Regions from separate parts of the Oryza sativa genome. Here region 1 is linked to region 2. A link is a contact called in public HiCAR-type data. All regions are on one chromosome and are shown on one strand. Each heading gives the region's core, a stretch centred on a gene start, on an enhancer-like site or on the middle of the called end of the contact. The rest is flanking DNA. Distances are from core to core; before and after follow the strand shown. Region 1 holds the start of LOC4337844 (E3 ubiquitin-protein ligase IPI1-like). Region 2 holds the start of LOC4337834 (translocase of chloroplast 101, chloroplastic).

Region 1 (6,409 bases), core at 2,448-4,947, 220 kb after region 2:
TCATTTGCTTATTAATTTTTCAAAACACTAGCTAAATACCCATATGCTTTGCTATGGATAGATAAAAGAATATTTTCATAATATTGCCTAAAATAAGCAATAACATATTTTTCATGAAATGTATATGTTACCCGTCTTTTTGTTATAGGGAATACCCACCTTAATTTAATTGTATATGTGGCTATCCACCTAGATTTAGTTGTTATGTAACATTAAAAGTTCAAGGGGTAATATGTAAAATCTACAAAAGGAGTGGGTGGGGTGGCAGATTCAATGCCACCACCATTGGAATCTTTTTGAGGAGTATAGAGTATAGATAGCATCGCTAATGGACCAACATAAATACAACATCTAGTTATAGTACCTCATAAGACCAATTTTCACTACCCGCAAATTCAATGGTGTTTTATATTATTACTATACTTGAAAGATCTTATAGTGCTGAGCTAGAAATAGAACTGGACAATTGGAAAGGTGAAATAAAACGATAAACCACAATTTCAAGCGAAGACTGCAGAACATACTCAAAGAAGGATGGAAGTTGAGCCAAACGACCAAATGGGCACCAGTGAAACCGAAAGGGCTGCACAATTCAAATACATTGTTGTCAGAACTCAGAACAGAATCTAGAGTAACTGCCTCCGTAAGCTCAAATGATGACAGAAAATGAAAAATCAATAATAATGAAAACCAACTATGTAAGTAGCATAAATCTTTTAGAAAATGCAATTAGTTAGTGCATATGTGTAGCATGATTGAATAAGCTGTGACAACTTTCATCTCAGAATTATTACTTTGTGCACAATGTTAAGCATAATAATAGGGAAAATGACAAATTTACTTCAAGTAAATAAGGAGTCAGTACTGATGCACCATAGTGTGTACACATAAAAAAACAGCTGTGACCTCTAATGTATTACTTCTCTCGAGTTTAACCTTCAACTGACAAAAGAACTAGAATCTAGATCATTTGCAAGAATGCACACTGCACTTGTTCAAAACTCCCATATTGTTTTCTTCACAGAGAGAACATGGCCTCAAGTGACTAAATTGGAGAACAGAAAAACAACAGTAATGCAATTCACAAAAGCTGCCAGTGGCAACCTATAAGAACGATTATAAATGAATTCCGCTGTCAAGAGGCCCATAACTAAAGATCTTGATCTGAAGGGAATATCGGCATAGAAGACATATTCACGTAGCAACACAGATGTCTCCAAAAGAAAAGGTTTAGTCAAGTGAATCATTTGTAAGAAAAGAACAAGTCGAAGAAACCATATTGATGATCAGGTAAACTAGTAAAAACATGATGGGATAGCATGTGGCAAACAAGAAAGGTAAAAGACAATTCACAACAAAAACAAATAATAAATTAAAGATTAGAAAGGAAAAAGATAATTCACAACAAAAACAAATAAAAAATTAAAGATAACATGGTTGCGTACCATCTCCGAGTAACTAACATCATAAAGGTCTTCATCATGAGCCCACTCATCCATATTAACATCTTGTGTGGGTCGGGAACCATTTGCATAGAGCCAGTTCCCCTTTTCAATTTTGCGGCAGTTGGGGCATTGCATAACGCCTTTGGCATTAAATGCTGATCCAATGCAATCTGGAAACAATGCCACAATCATCAAAATGTTGTAATAAATGAAAATACTAGAAATTCAAAACTTCCACTTGAAGATCATACGCTTAACAAATGTAAAAAGCAAATAAAATCATTGCTAATGCACAAAAAACAATGGTGGTTAATAAGTGAATCCAAGATCATTGAGGCTTGTTAACTTAGAAAATCTAAAGGATTTTGATAACTAAAAGACAGTCCATATTTGATACTAACTTGTTGGCAGCTCGGCAGCTTATAAGCTGCGGCCAAATTTGAGTTTTGAAACTTAATTTTGAATTAGTTTAGATGTTTTTCCATCCTTCTCTATTTTTCAGCCTTAGGCTTTTAACCACTAAGAGTAGAAGTATAGAAGTCTGCACTAAAATTATTTTTCTGTTGCCTTGCTCATGCGTCACGGCTGACAGCTTATAAGACAAAAACTCAATCCCATCAAGATAACTTGTTACCAAATAACAACAGACCAGATAAAACTTGATACCAGTAAAAGAACATGAACCAAGTATATATAGAATGTAAACATGGTTCTGACTTCCAACAAAAAATATTACCTAAGAGTAATTTCCAGGAAAGTAGGAAACAAGGATTGCAGTTAACTACATATTCTCAGGATTGCACCTAATTCCTTGTACAGCATAAAAAGGAGAGAGGGAAACCCTATCTACTACAGTATGTCAGTGTCACTATGGCTCAACGCTCAATGAAACCATCAAACTGAACTATTCAAATCTGTGTCGTCCTTAGTTTCCTATAAGTTTAGGTCTAAGCATGCCATGGGACATTTTTAAATCCTCCAGACAAGCCTTCAAAGTGCAACCATTCACTAAAATTGAACAGCTAGCTCAATAACCCCCAAAAATTCCTGGGAACCAAACAGACTTTCATCCAGGGGTCCAAATGGGTGGGTCAAACCATTGGTCCACTAAGCCAGCCCTGTTTAAAGGTTACCAGTGGGTGCATAGGTCCATCGTTGTATTAAGGGGCCAATTTATTATCTGCTCAACATGCCAACCTGCCTCTACCATGGTATAGAGAAGCGCAATCTCAAGATCAATATTTGCTCTATCTGTTTGCTTCCATTGGTTTCCATGTTAGTATCAATTTCCAACTGATGTGATTTACTTGATTTCCTTGTCTGGCTAAAATAATTATTTGGTCCGATGCTTTGTTTCATAACTTCCATTGAACTAAGAACCCATCAAGAAACTCCGCTCAAGCTATTCTGATGTTCTTTCATAGTATCTGATCAAATCCGCAAACTCTACGAGTCATCGGACCAGGCCAGTACCGGAAATTTGTGATGCATGTCAGCCAGACTATTTCACCCTATATACCAGCAATTTTAGCACGAAATCTTCCTTTCATCCCCCAACCCACCCACCCACTGGGGAAAACATTGATGGTTACCCCCAAAAGGCACTCACTACCTATGCGAACCATCGCCCAAAATTCTGCACCATTACAGCTAGAAGACGTAAAATTATCTTAATTCCCACCAAGTCCAGCCCCAATTCCTAACAAAAGCATCACATTTTACAGCTACCCTCACCCAAATCAAATTGACAGCGCGAGTCCAAAAAAAATCGCAGTTCTAGTGCTCTAACTTACAATTCCCTACCAATAACACATCTGTAGATCATCCGAAAGCCACATACATACCGAGGTGGAACTCGTGGCCACACTGCAGCCTCGCCGTGGACCTCTCCCCGCCGGCGGCGACAACCGCGTCGAGGCAGATCGAGCACGACACCGCCGCGGCCGCGGCCGCCGCCTTCTCCTCCTCCTTCCCGCCCACCCCCTCCCCCTCCTCCCCCTCCTCCTCCCTCACCTCCTCCCTCGCACCCATCCCCCCTCACCCTCCTCACCAACCAGTGCTTCTCCGGCCCGGATCCCACCAAATCGGCACCGGAGACGGCCGCCCCGGGGACGGCGCGCTGGCGGCCGGAATCTGCCGCGCTCTCGGGGATCGATCGCGCGCGCCCACGGCGTCCTCCTCCTCCTCCTCCTCGTCGCTCCCCTTCCTTTCTCTCTCTTGGTCTATCTGCTCGCCTCCACGAGAAATTAGAATAGGAGGAGGAAAAAAAAACGCTCGAGAAAAAGAGAGGAGGGGAATAAATGGCTGTTTCACGAATAGGCCCTTCCGGATTTTGTTATTTCCAATTATTTCCCTTTTTATTTATTATTATTATTATTACTCCCTTTGTTTCATTATTATAAATCGCTTGACTTTTGTCTTAATCAAACGTTTTAGGTTTGTAAAAAAAATATACTAATATTAACATATTATCTAAATATATTCAATGTTAAATTTAGTAAAATTAATTTGGTGTTGTAGATGTTGCTATTTTTTTCTATAAATTTGATAAAACCTAAAGGATTTTGACCAAAAAAAAGTCAAGCGTCTTATAATAATGAAACGGATGGAGCATTCTCTTGCGATTGTAAGATCGAGTGGTTGTTTTCTAGAAGTGGGGTATTTTGTTTTCTCGGGTTAAATGCAATATTGTTTAGAGGCAAAAATATACATGGTGTCATAACATGAAAAGCGTTATAGTAAAGTTGTCGGGCTAGCTTATATGGTATAAGATACGACACAATATTTTGTTAGGAACTTGCAATAATTATCATTTGCTTGCAACCATATATTTGGATGGTCCAAATAGGAGGCAAATCTCCTTTGTGAGTTAATAAGTAGAAAAAAATGGTTTAATAATTATCTTTAGGTTATGGGAAACAAGATGTCAAAGAGAGACAAAACTACTATTATCTTAAAAAATCTCTATTGTATAAGAGTTATAATATGTGGAGTACAATATTTACATGAAGGAGATAATATTTATTAATTATCACTTATAGACGTACCGTCAAAAAAAAATATGTGTTCCTAGTGCGTGTGCACGAGTGCATTTTATTTGATATGTGTTGCCTCTCTAACTCTATACCCGTCATGCCTCAACTCAAAGCAAGGAGGCTAAAATTAGCGAGGACTACATACTTCATATCTCTGTAAATCATCAACTGTATACACCAAAACTAGTTTTAAAAGTTGATCAAACATAGCTAATTAATGCAAGCAAAACTCGGACATAGTGTCAAGCTCACTGTACCTAACTTAATTAGATAAGATTGTTGAACTCTTTATATTTATTTAAGATCATCGTAACACAAACCAGAGAAACATTATATAAACTCGAAAGAAACCAAGGCCCTTATATTTCATTTTGAGTTAACCTAAAAAAATCCATCGTTTTGCACATATATATGTTGAAGAGCAGAGGGGTTCAAAAAAATACCTTTGACCAAACTATATATATCACGTGTGTATATTCCTTGTGCCAATAATAGCTAGCTGGATGGTGCCACATGTTACCCCTGGGAGTTACTAGAGTAGCATCCAAGTAAGGACTCCCTCACTATTACAACAAAACCCAGGGTGGTATACGCAAAAATGTCACCGCTAACGTCACAGCATTCAAAGAGAAGCGAAGGGCCGTACTACTACCGCTCGCCTACCACCCCCCATCCTCCCCTTTCCAGCCTTTCGTAGCAACACGCGTCAGCATCACGAGCCGTCCGATCGCCATCCGACGGCCCACGCACGCGGGCGTGTCCCTAGACGAAAGCCCATGTGCGAAACCGGTGGGCCGGTGGTGGGCCGCGCGTGGTACGGGGGGAAGGAAGCGGCGGCGGCGGGGAGAGGCGTACACGCGGTGGATGACATGTGGGGTCGGTTGGTGTGGGGCCCACGTGGCAGTGGTGGGGGGAGGTAGGGTTGTTACACCAGGAGTAGCTAGCCCACGGGTTTTACCGCGCGTCGGTGGTGTGTGAGGTGAGCGAGCTGAGCCGTTTTTTAGTTTTTACTGGGGGCCACCACCACGCCGTGCGTCACAAGTTTGACGTGCTACACTCGAGCAAGAGGTCCTTTTATTACGTTTCTCTTCTCTTTTTTTTTAACTTTACATTTTTACTTCACCTTTCTCATGTTTGACTTTGATCCGTGCAAACTTTTTTATAATTTAGACTAAAAGAATAACTGAAAGCATATTTAGTGATACTCCGTGGAGTCAATATTATTCGTCGTTTCCAACAAGCAAGTTGCACCTAGTGTGTCTCATCATACGTAATACGTATTTTTTCTCAAGAGGGATTACATCTTTTAAGAATATATTTAAATGATTTAAACTAAATTAGAGACCAAATTTAAAAAAAGTTGACGCTATAGATTTGAAAAAAAACAAAGGTAAGATAACATTACTTTCTTGATGAAAGAAATATAGTGAATTGATGTTCTTTTCTTCTAAAGATGAAGATAAAAGATTAAGTATTTTACGCAAAACGAGGTAGTATTAACGTATGATTAATTGAGTTTTAATTATTACAAACTTCAAAAATAAATTAATATAATATTTTAGAGTAACTTTCATATATAAATATTAAGTTCTTATCGATCTAAAAGAATAACTGAAAGCATATTTAGTGATACTCCGTGGAGTCAATATTATTTGTCGTTTCTAACAAACAAGTTGCACCGAGTGTGTCTGATGATATGGAATACGTATTTTTTTTCAAGAGGGAGTACATTTTTTAAGAATATATTTAAATGATTTAAAATAAATTAGAGACCAAACTAAAAAAAAAGTTGACGCTATAGATTTGGAAAAAAAACAAAGGTAAGGTAACATTACTTTCCTGGTGAAAGAAATATAGTGACTCACTGACTTGGTGTTCTTTTCTTCTGAAAATGGAGATAAAGATTAAGTTTTTTACGCAAAACGAGGT
Region 2 (6,230 bases), core at 1,750-4,249:
TTGCCACCCTGATCTGGTGAAAGCTTCGGGTGAGCTCTTGACTGCAACAGGGAGGAGAGCAGGAAGGGCAGAGGCGGAGAGCGGAAACGGAACCCAAAAAGCTTTCCAGGATTTGGATCCTGAAGTTTCAGAAGTGAGTTTGCTTCAGACAATATCTTTGAAGAGTAGCACAAAAGCAGCATCTGATGCCTCCAGCTCTGGCCATTTGGAAGTACTTTCTGACCCTCGCGGTTTCTCCTGCAAGAAGGATGGTTCTCAACAAGAGCTACTGGATTCATCAACCGCATATCTCCTGCAGCTTGCCTGATGGATTGCTGGATAATGTGAGACCTCTGAGCCATTAGCACCTCATATGTCATAGGGGCACCATTTAGACCTTCAGGAGGGGCGGAAGCAGCATGAGTGAGAGCAACAATGGCATTGAACCATATAGATGAGCCCAGAACAGAAGTAATGGTCTTTAGAAGAGGCAAATCATTGAGATCACGGCTCAGACTATCCAGGCGGTCCACATACAGAACAATATCTGGGGGGCATCTCTTGGTATATTTCTTGACAGAAGCGAGGATTTTTCTGTTGGATCCTTGGTCCATCACATTGGGTCGAAGGCCTGGAGTATCAATGATCCGTATCTGGACACCATCGACATTACCAACAATCTCCCGTACACTGTTGGTGGCTGAACTGAAAGCATCAGTTTTGGACTTCTCTTCACCAAAAATTGAATTTATAGTTGCACTTTTTCCGACCCCTATCTTCCCCAAAACAAGTATGTTGCATGAGAAGTTCAACTCCTCTTTTCCCTCCGCTTCAAGCAGCATGGCCTTCTTCCGTGCATTGTCAAGGCTGAAAGCTCGGTTTGTCTGCCTTCCGTGTCGAATACCCTCAGCAAGGCTCAGACGGTACAACACCTGTGCTGCAACTGTTTCTTCAGGAGTAGCCCCCAATCTATAGACAAGGCGCAGAAACTTTACTCGGATCAACTCAACCTTGTCATGCAGCTTCTTCTCTTCCTCCGTCATCTCCTCAGTAGGCTCAGCAGTCACTGCTAGCTCAGAGGGGCTGAATAGGTTTGACCGTGCAACTGGGCGTGGGACTGTTGGCCTGAGAGATGGGGCTGATGAGCCCAGGCCAGCTGGCCGATCCATGGAGAAGATTCTAGAGCCATCTTGGGAAGAAACTGTGACATTCCCGTCTGCAGATGCACCAGTTGCTGCTTTCAGCAGGGCAGCCAAGGCAGCAGAATCAAACCCCTTCTCATCGTCATCTTCATTATCGTCATCATCCCCATCCTCCTCAGAATCATCAAGGACAATCTGCCCATCCATGCTATTAGTGTACTCTCTCGAGCTGCTCAAGCCAGATACAGGACTAACACTAGCAGAACCTTCCCCAAGCTCCTTCATGATCTGCTTCGCAGCTTCTGAACTCTCTATAATAGCAACTCGTGCAGGCCCCCTGTCAGAGCTCACTCCATCTTCATCGTCATCAGCCTCGTTAGTACCATCATCTTCATCATCAGCTGCAGCTAAAACTATCTCTTCATCATCATCAGCGTCTTCTTCACGGTCAATAACCTCAGCAACACCTTCATCCTCCTGACCAACATTATTTTCCTTGGTTTCCTCTGGAGCCAATTCTCGAGACACAACAGAACTAGCACCGCCATCAACATTACTCTCATCCTCAGTAGGCTTCTCAACACCAACAATCTCCACAGATTCACTGGCCTCGCTTTCAACAGTTTGCTCCTTCTCAGTACTCTCTTCAACTGCACTTTCGGCACTCACATGCGCAATCATCTCGGAGCTAGTGTCGTCAACAGTTTGCTCCTTCTCAGTACTCTCTTCAACTGCACTTTCGGCACTCACAGGCGCAATCATCTCGGAGCTAGTGTCGTCAACAACCTGGATTCGGTCATACGAATAATTCAACATCCTTGTATGTATCAAAACTATTTAGAAACAAAAAAAACTACACTGAGCAAGATCAATTACCACTGGAATCACCCCGCTTACTGGCTCAGGCTTCGCCTCCATTTCTTCCTCCTCTCCCTTGTTATCCTCTAGCTTCTCCTCCACAGCCAATTCGACGGCGGCAGCCACGCCATTTGCCTCCGAAACCACAGCCTTCTCCAACAATTCTTCTGGAGCATTGCTCTCCTCCACCACCTCCACCGCCGCCGAAGCACTCGCTTCCTCCTCCGCCTTGTCGCCCAAATCTCCATTAGCTTCAGCTTCAGGAGCTACCTTATCCTCCGGCTGCGGCGCCTCCGCGGCCCCAGCAGAAACATCAACCTCTTTCTCCATTCCCAATTCACCATCATCCCCACCCCCAGTAGCCACCTCCTCCCCCTCGTTATCCTCCTCCGGCTTCTCCTCCACATCCGATTCGGCGGCGCCATTCGCCTCCGGAGCCAGAGCCGGAGCCTTCTCCTCCGGCTCCTCGCCCAATTCGCCCTTCTCCTCACCTACCGCGGCATCGGAGGAAGCCGGATAAGCATCCTCCTCACCCAATTCGCCGTTGCTCGCCTCCTCCTCCTCCTCCTCCTCCGCCGCCGCCGCCAACAACGAGGAGGCAGCTTTCGCATCTCCCCCGGCGAACTCCCCGCCGCCTCCCTCATCCTTAGCCTCCGCCACCTCCACCTCGCCGCCATCTTCCCCGTCTCCGGCCACCTCCACCTCCTGGCCACCGAACCCCCCACCTTTCCCCTCCAATCTCACCTCCTCCTCCTCGACTACCTTGGGTTGCTCCGCCGCCGCCGCCGCCGCAGGAGCAGAAGGGACCTCGTCGCCGTCAGGCGGCGGGGTGGGGGGCTTCTCCTCGAGCACGGGGGCGACCGGAGCGGCGTCGGCGTCGGTGGTGGAGGCCATGGCCGGGGCTGTTGCTCCGGCCACCACAAGCAAAGCGAAGGCGAAGCAAAGAAGAGAAGCAGGAGGAGGAGGAATCGGAGGAGAGGATAAGGTGAGGGTTTTAGGTTGGGCTCAAAATTAGTACTTTGTATCAAATCCCAAATTCCCAATCTATATATAGCTGGATGGGATGGGATGCTCTTCGATTTTTCTTTTCACCCTTTGCTTTTCCTACAAAAGAAAATGTTCTTCTTCTGAAGAAAATAAAATAGTTATATCTAATCTCACCAGTATATGCTCTTCGATTTTTTTCTCCTTTGCTAAAAGAATAAAAATATTTTTTTGTGTGTTCTTTATATATATATATATATATATATATATATATATATATATATATATATATAGCTGTCTGCTCTTCGATTTCTTACCCTCGACTTCTCCTCAAAATTGAAACAAAGTTTTTCTTTTGTTGTGAAGAAAAAGATTTGGTTTTCTTCTCCTCAAAATTGAAAAAGGTTTTTTTTTTATTGTGAAGACAAATATTTGGTTTTCTGTTTTGGCGTGCGGTTTTGGAACGGCGGACACGCCGGGGGTGTGGTGGTGAGACGAGAGAGGAAGCAAAGAAAAGGGGAAAAAAAATAGGGAGAGCGTGACGATAAGGTGAAATTTTTTTGATTTTTTTTTGCGTTTACGTTTACCTTTGTTTGTATGTTTGTGTGGTTCTTTGTTTCTTTTTTTTTTTGATTTCGTGCTAGGGTGGGGCTTTGGTTTGGTTTGTCTTGTAGTTGAAGGGAAGGAGTGTCAAAAATATCTTCTCTAGATTTTTTTTTTTGCCTGTTCCAACTTCCAACTGGTTTTCGATTTTGATGGTTTTGGTGTTGCCTAGAAGACTTTGCTTTTACTGATAATTGGAAGTTTGAAACACATTATCTCTTCTATAAATGATCGAAATGTGCACTTCTCTTTTTACTAATCTTGTGGTAGTGTTCATCTCTCTTTTGCTATCACAGATTCACAGTCAAGGGTGGTAGCTAACTTTTAAGCAAAGACCAGTATTCCCTTGAAGTAAAAAGTGTACAAAATTTTGAAATCAATAAAACCAATGAATTTTTATGGGTAAAACCAATGATTTTGAAACTATGTTTTCTTGGGTAAAATTTGATTGTACCTTCATTTATCTTGAAATTAAGAATTTACACTCCTAGCCCACATGTCAAACCCTACATGTCATGGGCAAATGAGAATATATCCTTATTTTTTGTCTAAAGGGAAGGTATATAATCAAATATTAAAAATGTAAGATTGTAATAAGTTGCAATAAGGACCTTATCATGGATATTAATTTATTGAGTCCATAGATCTATAACGAGAATAAGATTGCAATAAGTTGAGAAATGACCTTTATAGGGTTATTAATTTTTATTGAGTCCATAAATCTATAGTTCTATACCAATGAGATATATATAGATTTTGGTTCATATTGTGCAAAACATGTGCAAAATAGAAATATTGGTCAGGGCTAACTCTTAGCAATATAATCCCTTCATACTCGTATAGGAAGTCGTTTTGGACAGTGACACATTCTCCAAAACACAACTTTGACTTCTTGTTTTTATAAAAATATTTATTGAAAAGTGATATATGTATAATTTTATGAAAATAGTTTTCAAAACAAATATATTTATATAATTTTTACATTTTCAAACTCAACAACTTAATAATTATTCATGATTTATATTCTCAAGGTTTGACTTAAACATTGTTCTAAACGACTTATAATACGAGTATAGAGGAAGTATGAATTAGATGATCCAGAAAGAGCTAGCCTTTTTATACATCAATTTGCTATACCTTCTAAACAGATATATACACCAGTTTGAAATTCCTACTAAAATTCGTTTGTTCCAATCAAGCCCTAGCTAGGTTACAGTACATCTCTGTTGTACAGTCCCCTCTGATACACATGTGTCGAGATGCCTTCCCATTGGATCAAGCAAAGCTTGTTCGAGGATTACACAGTTATTAAAATAATAATGATGACTCCAAAGCTGATAAAAACTAATGATGACCCTAAAGCAAGCTGTCCATGTTTCCAGCATTGCAAGAAGGCAAGAAGCATCAGGGCATCCTCAGGCAAACATCAATTAAGCTGAATTAATCGCCCATCTCCAAACATGTGTCAGGAGTAGCATGAAACATATATATATTGATTATGGCTATCAATATATGCATTCCTGAAGGCTAATTTCGTTATTAGCGGACACTTCAACCACTTGCGATAATTGATTATGGCTATCAGTTTAAACCCCTTTGTAGTGGTGTGGGCAGGGTTCAAAATTCCAGTTCTTTTGGACCCCCCCACTTCGCCCCCCCCCCCCCCCCAAATACGAAATTATTTCACCCAAATTTTTAGATTTTCTCAAACATTTGTGTATTTTACAAAAATATTCGAATCTGGCCATTTTGTTTTTGAAAAAATAAAATTATTTTGGATCGAAATAACCGAAATTTCGGCCGTATGGGTGCCCCTGATAGAACTATCGAAATTGAAACTTTGAACCCTGAGTGCGGGTGGTTCGGGCGTATATCGAAACCGTCAACCAACTGAACTCAGTTTCTTTTCAAGAGACCCAAGAATATCATCCTTGCTGCAAAAACAGATTAGTTGAATATTATATCCATGTTCTTACACTGCATATTCTGGAAATGCCCACAAACTTGACATATATGTCGTTGATTATTGGGAATCCCAATTAGAATCCATATCTCATTTGATATATATACATATACTTTTCACCTAAGAATTAATATATAATTAATAAAGAGAGTGGACATCTGAGAATCGGTGGAAATTTAAAAGATACTGTTTTCAGCTTATGGAGCACCCAATGTTCAGAGTTCATAGACCCAAGAATACCATCCAAGCTGAAAAAGAAAGGACAGAATTGCTGTCCATGTTCTTATGCATATTCTGAAATTAACTGTGTTCATAACCATGACTGATATCTCGGTGCTGACTGAGCACACCAATTAGAATCCTTCTTTCCTTTGATATATATACCTTCCATCTAATAATAACACCAAAAGATATAGATTCAAATTCCAAGCCTGAAGATCAGTGGGAAGAAAGAAAAAATAACAGTTCCCAGCCAATGATGCTGTTTTTTTGTCTTGTCCGTTTTGGCATTGAAAGGGCAAAAACACAGCACTAGCAACAGCTGAATAGCTGCCCCATCAGAGAAAAGTTCAGAGGGGATGCATCTGGCAGCCAAGCCTGAAGCCCTGAACAACTGGACTCCAGGCCTCCAGGGCCTAAGCCAATTAACTGTGTCAGCACACATAAAATATGCAGCGAATTAGTAATGGATAAAGCCATCA

Evidence for each region. HiCAR-type assays count read pairs that join an accessible place to other places.
Region 1: a contact with region 2 is called in a HiCAR-type map of leaf, with 3 times the contacts expected there. The contact joins the promoter of LOC4337844 here to the promoter of LOC4337834 in region 2. A contact is called at or near these places in 1 of 15 Hi-C or Micro-C datasets (seedling) and 1 of 4 datasets of contacts at active chromatin or transcription factors (leaf).

What each region holds. Positions count from the first base shown.
Region 1 is chr5:3,210,629-3,217,037 of ASM3414082v1, forward strand. It overlaps LOC4337844 (E3 ubiquitin-protein ligase IPI1-like), which reads right to left and starts at 3,698. Exons shown (of 6, transcript XM_015784873.3): 1 at 3,290-3,698; 2 at 1,446-1,615; 3 at 525-583. The coding sequence starts at 3,476.
Region 2 is chr5:2,992,857-2,999,086 of ASM3414082v1, forward strand. It overlaps LOC4337834 (translocase of chloroplast 101, chloroplastic), which reads right to left and starts at 3,000. Exons shown (of 2, transcript XM_015783735.3): 1 at 1,998-3,000; 2 at 1-1,907. The coding sequence starts at 2,873.